Linked DNA regions of Larimichthys crocea: region 2 is linked to region 1. A link is a contact called in public Hi-C data. All regions are on one chromosome and are shown on one strand. Each heading gives the region's core, a stretch centred on a gene start, on an enhancer-like site or on the middle of the called end of the contact. The rest is flanking DNA. Distances are from core to core; before and after follow the strand shown. Region 1 holds the start of fam3c (FAM3 metabolism regulating signaling molecule C). Region 2 holds the start of wu:fc23c09.

Evidence for each region. Hi-C and Micro-C count contacts between places; a contact is called where the count stands out from the background.
Region 2: a contact with region 1 is called in a Hi-C map of muscle, with 6 times the contacts expected there. The contact joins the promoter of wu:fc23c09 here to the promoter of fam3c in region 1. A contact is called at or near these places in 7 of 7 Hi-C or Micro-C datasets (all in muscle).

The regions. Positions count from the first base shown.
Region 1 is chrXX:159,552-165,663 of L_crocea_2.0, forward strand. fam3c (FAM3 metabolism regulating signaling molecule C) reads left to right here and starts at 2,896. Exons shown (of 10, transcript XM_010730636.3): 1 at 2,896-3,020; 2 at 3,530-3,566; 3 at 3,664-3,768; 4 at 3,922-3,948; 5 at 4,193-4,319. The coding sequence starts at 3,548.
Region 2 is chrXX:287,495-293,606 of L_crocea_2.0, forward strand. It overlaps wu:fc23c09, which reads left to right and starts at 3,840. Exons shown (of 4, transcript XM_010730650.3): 1 at 3,840-4,431; 2 at 5,112-5,183; 3 at 5,415-6,112. The coding sequence starts at 4,419.

The DNA.
Region 1 (6,112 bases), core at 1,646-4,145:
TTTTCAGCTGCTAGAGATCAACATGGATTTTACACTGAGCAATGTGTAGGTGAGTGTCACTCCCTAATAAAAGTTGCGGCTGTACAAAGAAGTGCGAGAGAGGTTAAGAAAAACATGGCATCGGTTAAAGGAATATTGTGGTCGTAGTGGTGGTGGCACATGAAAATGTCCTTTTTAAAAGTATATACTTGTTTTGCCTTTCAGCTAAATCTTGTCAAAAACGAAGCCCGTAAGTATATTAAAACTAATATTATCTCATCTCTCCACTCTGTTGCTCTCAAGTCTGATCTGTTTTGATAACACGCTCCTTTTCTTTGTTAACATAAGTGCAGTAACAATGTGTAGAGATCATGACCTAATCCTAAACTATGTATCTATACATAAAGGAAATCCACCTTGTGTGTTTTGTTATATTATTTATGTGATCGGACGCGTATTTACCCTAAATAATATAAGTTTTATGTTCGCAGCAACGAAGCAAACCAGTACAACAAGTGCGGCTTGTCCAAGTCATGTCCGCCGGACACTTCGCCTTCAAGATGGCGGGCGGAGCAGCCAGCGTGGTTGGGCCGAAATTTGCCTGGAGGATAAATTGTAAGTGAGGCGATACATTTCACGAACCTTGAAACCTGAAACATTAACAAATGTTTTACAAGGCACTGTAATGTTGCCGTGCGCAGACATTTAAATATGGTTATTAATGTGCAGTCACAAGAGTAGTTGTATTGTTAACAAATACATTAATAAACTCTTTGTGCATGTTTCATAGTGTGTGACTGTTATACATGAATAAATATTAGAGATCCTGAACTGCTATTTGCTCTGTAAAAACATGCTCCCTGAGCCCATCCTGAGCAGGGAATTAAGTCTCACTCACGCTTTGTGTGTGTGTCGTAATCTGATCTTCTCTACTGTTTTTTTAAGTAACCCGTCTGGCCGCCTGTTCATGTCCTGCCTGTGTTAAACTCTTGTGTTGAAAGATTTTGAGGGACCGGTTAGGATGAGGAAGATGCGATGGCATGTAATGCTAATGTGAAATAAATAGATTATAGGAATGGCTGGGCTCGAGGAGAGCGATACGACGACATCTTTTTCCGTCTAACTCTGAATTAAAAGTTATTAAGAGTTGGTGATTGTTGAAAACAATGGAATGATTAACCCTCATATTATTGCGGACACTTTTGTTCTCTTTATCTGGCATTCAATCACTGTGAGGATTTTAACCCTTTAAATGGCAGTTTGATTCTTGAGGTTATTTATGGAAAAAAGTAGGGATGCACGTTTTATCGGACCGATAAAATATCGGCCGATATGGGGAGAAATTACGTCATTTTTTTATCGACCCGATAGGTTCATTTTAACCGATAAAAGGTACGATAAATTAATGAAATTGGGGGGAATTGTTTGCCGGCCGAGTCGCCCCAAAAGTTATCGCGCTTACTGGCAGGACCCAAGCTGGCCCCGTCTCTGCCGCTCAATAATGAACTGTCTCACCAGTGTGGTCGTTTTCGTAGTGCAGAAGATAACGACAGCATTGCTGTTTGCAAAAGTTGTTCAGCGACGATGGAGGAAGAGAAGAAGACTTCGAGTTTTAATACGATGCGACGCGAAGTGTGTGTTTTTAGCTCCGGCTGTTGTGTTGTTGTGAGTGCTGATTGACACCTGTCACCGGTCGGCCAATCAGTGTGTGTTTGGGTAGCAATGCTTGGTAGAGCTTTTAGCTGGTTTTCTCCCTGCCCATTTTGGTATGCATATGTCAGGATTGGTGCTTCCTGGCGCTGATCGTCTGTTGTGCAAAAAAAAAAAAAACTAAAAACTACCAATACTCTTCAGTATAGAAGTAAGGTGTAGTGTAGTTTTAAATGTAAAACACATGTTTGTGTTGGAGAACTTCAAAATTATTAAATTTAAATGCTAATTTACATTTTTTGGGACCACATGGGACCAACAGTAGCGTGCTATTTTTTTTTATTTATTTATGCGTCTACGTTGTTTTGGCTTTCTTCAATTTATCTTCTGTTGTGGAGGTTTGTGCTGAAGTAGAAAGGCTTCTTTACTTCCCTTTATCCTCCTCTGACAATTCATAGTTTGAATCATTTCATTGAATCATTCGTGATAATTTAAGCTATCTTTAGATAACGACCATTAATGAAGCGGAGTGATACGTGTAAGTTAATGGGCCTAGCTATATCGCGGTTTGGTTCGATCAAAATAGCCGTTGAGGACTAACTTTTGTATATTAGACAGCAACAGTTGTAGACTTTAACAAAGCATAAAAGAGAAACGTATTGTAAGGTAAGAAAGGTAAGAAATTTAATACATTTTAATCAATATAAATCTAAGGTGTACATATATAAGCGATATCACACGGGAAGGGAGTGACGTTACACTGAATATCGGCACGGCTGTGATTCGGCCTCATTGATTTGACTCCGCCGATACAAATAGTTCCACAACTGGACTGGGACTGCGCCGTTGCCTAGCAACGCGCCAACATTTACCTTTATTTATACGTCTACGATGTTTTGGCTTTCTTCAATTTATCTTTACTTCCCTTTATGACAATTCATAGTTTGAATCATTTTAGGAAAATGTTTCATCTTCGTGATAATTTAAGCTATCTTTAGATAACGACCGTTAATGAAGCGGAGTGATACGTGTAAGTTAACGGGCCTAGCTTGAACCTAGTTTGGTTCGATCAAAATAACCGTTGGGGACTAACTTCTGCAACAGTTGTTGGCTTTAACAAAGCACAAAAGAGAAACATGTCGTAAGAAGGTAAGAAATTATATTTAATATTTAATGTTGGATTACTGTTGAGGTAAGTAAATATTTAACACACACACACAACCGTGCTAAAACAAACAAAAAAAAAATCTTCGGTTTCTTTGGCGGAGTGACACATCGTGCCTCCTGTCGCCTCCACTCACCAGCTCAAGCTACTAGCATAACGTGAGTCATAACTTATCAGGTAAGGTGAAGCTCGTTTCGATCTGTGGTTACCTTCGGAAGTTCAACAGGTAAGACATGATTTATTATTATATTTTTTTTAGTTATATTATTACCAACACCGCCGGTAGATTCTCGCTTCGGTTATTTCAGCATCAGTTAGCGAACAGACGAGAAGGCGAGCTCGAAGTTAATCAACGTAGCGCCGGTTTATCAGTAAAAGCTCCATTTGTACGTTGCTTAGCTTATCAGTATGCATCCCGCGGGCTATGTACAGTGTCATTACGCAAACCTAAGTGCATCTTAACCACTTCACTAAAGCTGTAATATAACTTATCCTTATGTCAACGTGAACTGAGGTAGTAGCAGCTCTTTATGGTGTAAGCTTTATATGTGGAGGTGTGAGATGATAAAACACTCAGTGATCATTAACTCTAGTTAGTTATTGATAAAGATCATGGACACAGAGGTGATTAATTATGTCGTGTGTGATGGGACACATGATTAACAGTGTGTGTTTTTAATATAAGGGGACACATTTAAATAAACTTTACGTATTGTCTTTGTTTCACCCGCACAGGTTTCCAGGAGAATCGCGATGATGGTCAGGGCTGGCAGTGAGTGCAATCACCTCTGATCTGTTCATATCATGTTGATAAGGAATAATACCTCCTCTATACACACATCCATCTACTCTATTCGTCTCTCGTGCAGGTATTCTGAAGCTCGCCGCACTGATTTTTGCATTCCTCCTAGCTGTCTTTCTGGCTTTTCAGCTGCTAGAGATCAACATGGATTTTACACTGAGCAATGTGATAGGTGAGTGTCACTCCCTAATAAAGTTGCGGCTGTACAAAGAAGTGCGAGAGGGTTAAGAAAACATGGCATCGAGTTAAAGGAATATTGTGTCGTAGTGGTGGTGGCCACTGAAAATGTCCTTTTTTAAACGTATATACTTGTTTTGCCTTTCAGCTAAATCTTTGTCAACAAACGAAGCCCGTAAGTATATTAAAACTATTATTATCTCATCTCTCCACTCTGTTGCTCTCAAGTCCGATCTGTTTTGATAACACGCCTCCTTTCTTTTGTTAACATAAGTGCAGTAACAATGTAGAGATCATGACCTAATCCTAAACTATGTATCTATACAATAAAGGAAATCCACGCTTGTGTGTTTTGTTATTATTATTTATGTGATCGGACAACGTATTTACCCTAAATAATATAAGTTTTATGTTCGCAGCAACGAAGCAAACCAGATACAACAAGTGCGGCTTGTCCAAGTCATGTCCGCCCGGACACTTCGCCTTCAAGATGGCGAGCGGAGCAGCCAGCGTGGTTGGGCCGAAAATTTGCCTGGAGGATAAATTGTAAGTGAGGCGATACATTTCACGAACCTTGAAACCTGAAACATTTAACAAATGTTTTACAAGGCACTGTAATGTTGCCGTGCGCAGACATTTAAATATGGTTATTAATGTGCAGTCAACAAGAGTAGTTGTAGTTGTTAACAAATACATTAATAAACTCTTTGTGCATGTTTCATAGTGTGTGACTGTTAATACATGAATAAATATTAGAGATCCTGAACTGCTATTTGCTCTGTAAAAACATAGCTCCCTGAGCCCATCCTGAGCAGGGAATTAAGTCTCACTCACGCTTTGTGTGTGTGTCGTAATCTGATCTTCTCTACTGTTTGTTTTAAGTAACCCGTCTGGCTGCCTGTTCATGTCCTGCCTGTGTTAAACTCTATGTGAAAGATTTTGAGGGACCGGTTAGGATGAGGAAGATGCGATGGCATGTAATGACTAATGTGAAATAAATAGATTATAGGAATGGCTGGGCTCGAGGAGAGCGATACGACGACATCTTTTACCGTCTAACTCTGAATTAAAAGATTATTTTCACCAAACCAGAGTTGGTGATTGTTGAAAACAATGGAATGATTAATCCTCATATTATTGCGGACACCTTTGTCCTCTTTATCTGGCATTCAATCACTGTGAGGATTTTAACCCTTTAAATGGCAGTTTGATTACTTGAGGTTATTTATGGAAAAAAGTAGGGATGCACGATATTTATCGGACCGATAAAATATCGGCCGATATGGGGAGAAATTACGTCATTTTTTTATCGACCCGATAGGTTCATTTTAACAGATAAAAGGTATGATAAATTAATGAAATTGGGGAAATTGTTTGCCGGCCGAGTCGCCCCAAAAGTTATCGCGCCTTACTGGCAGGACCCAAGCCTGGCCCCGTCTCTGCCAGACTAATAATGAACATGTCTTCACCAGTGTGGTCGTTTTTTTGTAGTGGCAGAAGATAACGACAGCATTGCTGTTTGCAAAAGATGTTCAGCGACGATGAGAGGAAGAAAAGAAGACTTCGAGTTTTAATACGATGCAACGCGAAGTGTGTGTTTTAGCTAAGGCTTGTGTGTTTGTTGTGAGTGCTGATTGACACCTGTCACCGGTCGGCCAATCAGTGTGTGTTTGGGTAGCAATGCTTGGTAGAGCTTTTAGCTGAGTTTTCTCCCCGCCCATTTTGGTATGCGATATGTCAGGATTGGTGCTTCCTAGCAGACGCTGATCGTCTGTATTGTGCATGTATCTCACGCTGTCCCCCATACGGGGGTCTTTCGGGTTGAAATATGAATATGATTAACGGTATCGGCCATAAGAAGCGGGAAATTATCGGTTATCGGTAGAAATTTTTCAGATCGTGCATCACTAGAAAAAAGGGAAAATTGCTGTTTGTGTTTTTTTTTTAGTTTTTTTTTATAAACAGTTACACCAAGGTTAAAATCCTCAAAGTGATTTGAAAGTTTGGTAGTTTTGAGCAGGTTTATGCAGAAATATTACTAGTTTTTTGAAAGTGGACATTTTTGTTCTTAGGGACTTCAGGGGGTAGTACATTAAGACAGTTTTGATGGGTTTTAATTTGTTTGAATGAAGTTTCTACAATAATGATCTGTAGTAGTAAGCAAAGGTGGTATCCCTGATTCGAGATCCTTTCTGTAATGTTGTCGGACACTTGAAATAACAGTGTGTGAGAACTTTGACTGAGTGTTCTTTAACGAGCACTCGTGTGCCCAAGGATGACTGGAAGCGTTCAAATCCTGTTTTGAATTATTCCGTGCAAAGACTAATAGAGACAGGTTT
Region 2 (6,112 bases), core at 2,590-5,089, 130 kb after region 1:
AGAATAAAGCCAGGCACTTCCTGTCTCACTTATACTCAACGCAAATTACCTGACTTACATTTCTCTTTTCTTCTCCCTTTGGCTCGTCTTGACATGAGGACACTCCGGTTCGGTCAAGAGAGCACAGTCTGGCATTTCCGAAAGAACATTTTGAATGTTCATTAACGAAAATCATACAAAAATAGTAACTTCCATTCTGCTGCCAAATACCTCTGAACTGGAACGGTCGATGTTTGTTAATGTTTACTCGATCCTCGCATGCCTGATTAAACTGTTATCACTACGTAAGGTGAAAACTATTGAAGAAATCACATTAGCAGCAGAAAATGTGGCACAAACCGCACACTGTTCTGCTCCCCTCATTGTTTTTATTCACAATGAATGTTTTGATCAATTCACGGGTGCAAACATCCTATTATACACATATCATAACACAAAAATATGCAACACTAGCCTGTCAGTAAAAAAAAAAAAGCATCAACACGACACTGTATAAAATCCTGCACTGAAAACAAACTTAAGTAATGAAAAAAAATGTAATTAAAGTATCAAAGGTACTCAATGAAGAAGAATCTAAAAAAACTCATTTAAAATTATTGAAAATAAATAAAAAAATATTAAGAAAAAGCTGCAAATTCTCACATTTAACAGGCTGAAACAATGAAATGATAACTTAAAGATCATCAAAGTAGTTTGATTTGTCATTTTAGCTGCGCTCATATGAACTGTTGAGGCATTTATTCCATAACAAAGCATTATATTTAAGTAGCTTGACGAGAAAAACACACAGGTACAAGTGTCTCCTATTTGTACTTCAGTACATTACTTGAGTAAATGTACTTAGTTACATCAGCACAAAGCGTTTATTCTTGGCTCAGTTTGAAATACATAGTGGTGCTGGTTGTGTTTACAGTGTAAACACTCTGACCTGTATGTATTGGTTCAACCTGCTGGACTGTACAATATGTTCATATGGTGAGGAGCACACATGGACAGAAGGAATACACTCCTATAGGAAAGCAAAGTCCATTTCCATTGTGTGCTGTTGTCCAAGGAGTCACGCACTGCACACAAATCTGACGCTCTTAGCCAACAAATTGATCACAGTCTGTGACCTTTGCCCTTTACCCTTGTTAAACCCCCTACTGCCGCTGCCTCTACCGCCACCAGTCAGACTCCGAGCAGATGGGATAGTTTGGGGGAGGGTTTATTTTTACACAGCCGTGTTGTCACTCAAGCTCGCCCTGTTTTTTTCCCACTACCTCATTTTACATTTTTTTTCTCTCTCTCTGTCATCCTACCCTCTTGGATTTATGCCCTCTAGTCACATAATATTGATGTTTGGTGTGTTTACTGTAAATTAGACTGTGTGCTCTTAAAAAACAGGAAAAAACCTCAGGGCAAGCGGTGTTAATGTTGTCATCAATTATCTGTCCAATTACCATAACCTACATCGATACACACCAGACGCTCTATGGTGTGTCCCGTACTCACACCACATATCTAAAATCACACATTTACGCATTCATACTGAGACACACACACACATATACACACATTCAGACCAAAACCTCATGCAAATTCCACACTGGACTGTGAGGCCACTACCGGGGCCCAGACTTCAGTTTTTTGGTGACCACCTCATGACACATACCTCAATTTCACTTTTGAGGCCAGGGAACACTCTACGAATGTTCATTTTTAATAACCAAACCACAAAAAAACAGAATTTAAAATGAACTTTTATAGCAAAAAATGATCCTAAACCCAGATCCTAGCTTTTATCCACATCTGTAAATGCCACTAGAGACCCTATATTATTCAAATCCATGGCCTAGTTGTGAAACTTTGATAATTTAAAATGATTTTCCCAACATTTGGGGCTTTGCCAAGACTAGAAGGGTAAGGGTAACTGGTGGTGCTGCTGGGCAGCTGTCGGGGCATTTGGATGCACCGGGGAGCAATCATTCAACTGTAGAAGTGATTTTGCTAGAAGGCAGAAGTCCAGACAGACAGATTTTATATCACGAGATTTGTCTGTAAAAGGGATTTCTGAAGCTGTGGATGAGATAGACAGAGCTTGAGATAGATAAATGGCTGTTTTTTTTCTGAGAGGAGCTGATGGGAGAGGATGATAAAAAAACAACAACGTTTAATTACAACAGCTCTAAAGCAGGAGGTGTGTGTCATTATTTGTGATAAAGGTGGAGAAAAATAGCATTTCTAAATGACTACAGCAGGCCTGAAAAAAGAAGAGAGGTATTTTTACCCTAAAACAGGTGCGGGTCTAATAAGAAACCACCCCCACCTCTCGGTTTCTTTCATTATTGCTGCTTTTCACACCCCCTCTCCTATACATTACGTCACCTTCGACAGGAAATGAGATGCCACAGCTCAAGGTGTTAACAGAGTCCTCCAGGTCTTCCTTACAGCCTCCCTTTCCTGCCATTTGAGTATTCATATGGATGATGTTATTTCTTCCTTTTTATGATCCAGAAGAACAAAAATGATTCAGGCACTGACACAGACAAAACATTAAAAACCCATCTGCTGTATTTTTCCCATGCAATGTTATGCAATACGAGCCTCTCTCGGGGGCAACTCGTGCGAGTTATGTGTGGTTATATGCTGCCTCTCTGTGGTCCGTAACAGGTATGACAGTTCAGTTTCTGTCTTGTACACTAGATGCCAGCGTTTAATTTATGTGTGGAAGGACAGCTGTTTCGAGTTATTTGGATGAACAGATCAGCTGTTTTGGCATCAGTTTATGATCCAAATTCGTAAAAAGTAATTTTACGCAGTAAAGTTATCCAGATAACTCAGTAAAGAATCAAAGTTCTGTTCTCATAAATGCTTGAGCAACAATCTAATAACACAACACAATAAATGAGGCGATGAAAAGATATAAAACCGAATCAAAGAGACCATAAAACTCTGTGGACAAGGCTTTGTAAGAAATGTGTTTGTCTTGTGTGCATGCAAGCCCTTGTATATATCTTTTGTTTCTGACACAGGTATGCTTTATCCATGCACAATGCCAAAATTAGACCTTGTGTTAAGTCTGGGAGGAATGTGAGCTGACGTGATACACAATGTGATGAAAACAATAAAAAAAACAAGAAGAACTTGATGTTCTCAGACTCAGTGGGATGTCAAAAGGGTGTCTGATTGCTGGAACGAGACAACCGTGTTCTTCCTGTATAAATATAGATTGTGCAGCTGTGAAGGAAAGAAAACATCTGCAGTGTCCCACACTGTGCTTTTCCATGGGTGACTGCATTTTGTAGGAATACATGACTGAAGGGAAACTGATTAAAAGTAGTGAGTGATAAATCATCTGATGAATGATGATGAAACTAAGTGTTGGATCCGAACTAGAGCTGAAATAAGGGATGTGTTAATGATGAGTCATGTATTATTTGTTTATTATTTGGTTTTGGCTTCTCAAATATGACAATTCACTGCTTTTCTTTGCTTTACATCACTGTAAACTGGATATTTTTGCGTTGTGGACTGTTTGTCGGACAAAACACAATGTCACCTCTAAGGTCATGGGTATTTTTTGACATTTAATAAACTACATAATACAACAATTAATGTATATTACAATCAAAACTCATGCTACATACCCTCATTTAAGTTTTATCTTCGCCACTGTGATCATTTGTCCAGTGAGACCAGGGCTACGAATAGTTTATTTTCATGTCTTACAACTGATTTTCAAGGCATAAATGATCATAACCTAAATCCTCAGACTCACATCTAAAGATTATACTAACTCAAATCTGTGACCGAGTTAAAGTGACTTTAAAACCTAGATCAAGACAAAATGTTTTTTGACATTCATGTGATGAAGCTTGTTCAAAAAACAAAGAAAAACCAGACCTTAACTACAAGAAACACATTTCTGTAAAGTCACTCATTAGCATCCACAGTCCCCAGACTTCCTGAAGTCCGGCAGATTATTAGCATTTGGGTCAAAGGCCAAGCAGTTTCCAGGCCCTACTTGTCACTCCCATATAACCACTGGGATGCTAATGTCTCCCCACGGCGGAGGAGCAAACAGTAGCCACTGTAAAAACCCACCGTCACCTCTGACCCCTCATCCCTAAAAGTCGCCCCCCTTTCCCGCTATTGATCCTTCAGATTCCTCTGACGTTGAGGGTAAGTGTGAGAATTCTTTCAGATAAAGGCATTTGAGGAGTCATTACCTATGGCTCGCCCAGAGTGTGTGTGTGAAAACTCTCCGTACAGAGAGGGGCCACTGAAATGGATCATTAAATTGCCGGTGGTGGTGGTGGTTGTGTTTGTGCGGTTCAAAGGTTGTCCCATTTCTTCTGGACTCTGTCGGCCCGTACAGAGAGGCAGGTGTACAGGACACAAATGCAGGAACTCAACTTTGACATATAAAGGAGGCTATGCACACATCAGGTAAGCAGCAACCTGATTGGACAATGGCTTTGTTGTATTATCTCTCATATGTTTTAACTCAGACCAACTGCTGTATATTTAAATATAAAATAATTTTCTGTTCACACAATGTTAAATCCAAATATGTCTGAAAATGCTGATACAAACTGAGCGTTCACATTTATTGAAGATGAAAAAAAATAACTATAAATCAATGTTATGACACCAAATAAGGATGTATTTCACGTGTTGTTACAGTTTATATGCTTTTTCTTTGCCAAAAAGTAACTTGGCATTAGTTGTGTTTGGAGTCAATTAGACACCAGAGAGGTCCAACTATGAATAAGCTATTATAAAAGTCAAATTACAGAACTCCAAATAGACGTATTTGGTAGTGGTGGTGCTGCAAAAATAGTACAATATCAAACACAGATAATAAGTTTATCTGGTATTACAACTTTCACGGAGTAAGTTTGCAAAATGTCCTACAGGCAAACAATAAAATCTAAGCAACAGCAGGACATGGAAACACTAAACACCAGGTGAGGGACAGAGCTGATGAACTGGATTTAACCATGTTTTAGAGCTGGGCAGCCAAATCATCTTCTGTAGTCGACTTCTTAAACATGTCAGTAAATTTAAAAATCATACTTAATTACTTCATTTGTCTTGAATCCTCTCCTGATTTTGTTTTCTTTCAGATAAAATGGAGGTGTTCACACTGCTGCTCGTGTTTCTCACAGTTTCTGGATATTCATATGTATTGCAACCCAGTAAGTCCAACATCAGGCCTACTTAACATTTCATCTAACAAAATGTACTTCAGTCATAAACACTTCCATGTTAATTATTTCATGAGTTGTTCAAAGGGAATGCCAATCGTTGTAATGCTAATGTGTTACTGTTGACCGACATGATTTTAGTTTCGACTTTGAGAGTAAAAAAATGAAAAAGAAAAAATGTGATTATTGAACTGTAAGTGGTTGCTCTGTTTTGTACCGTAGGACTGACAGTCACACAGATAGCCGAGCTGGATGGAGACCCCCTGTCTGAGCTGAGGGGTGAGCAGCTGAGAGATGTTTTTATCTCAGCGGAGGAGAATGAAAAGCTTGCCAAATCCACTGAGAGAAGGAAAACAGAGGCGGAACAGACAAGTGAAGGACTGACTTCAGAAACAAACACCGAAAAGAAGAGGACAGAGGGAAAAAACATAGAAGGTTTCACTAGGAATATAGGGGAAATCTTAGACATCAATAAAGGATATGAAGAAGGAAAGGAGGAAAGGCTGACCATTGGGACATTTTCTAAAAGTTTAGGGGAGGAAAGAAAAAGAGAGGAATTCTCTGAAACTGACATGAAAGATTTAGATACAGGGAGAGGAGATACGGAGACAAGCAAGGAGGGCGAGATGGTAAAAGAAATCCTGACAGATAACACGAAATCTTTGGAGACGACAAACACACTCCGTAGTCGTAACACATGGACGCGAGAGACGGGAGAGGATGACGAGATGCTTGAGAAATTTAAGGAGAGAGATCGAATGGATAAAGTGAGGCAGGGAATAGAAGAGGAAAGAGAGAGCATGCTGGTTGCAGGGATTAGTCTCCCAGGGGAGATTAGAGGAGAAAATGTGGAAGACAAAGGAGGAAATGAGGAGAGGGAGAACATAAAAAATGCAAACCATAATGAATTAGTAGAAAGA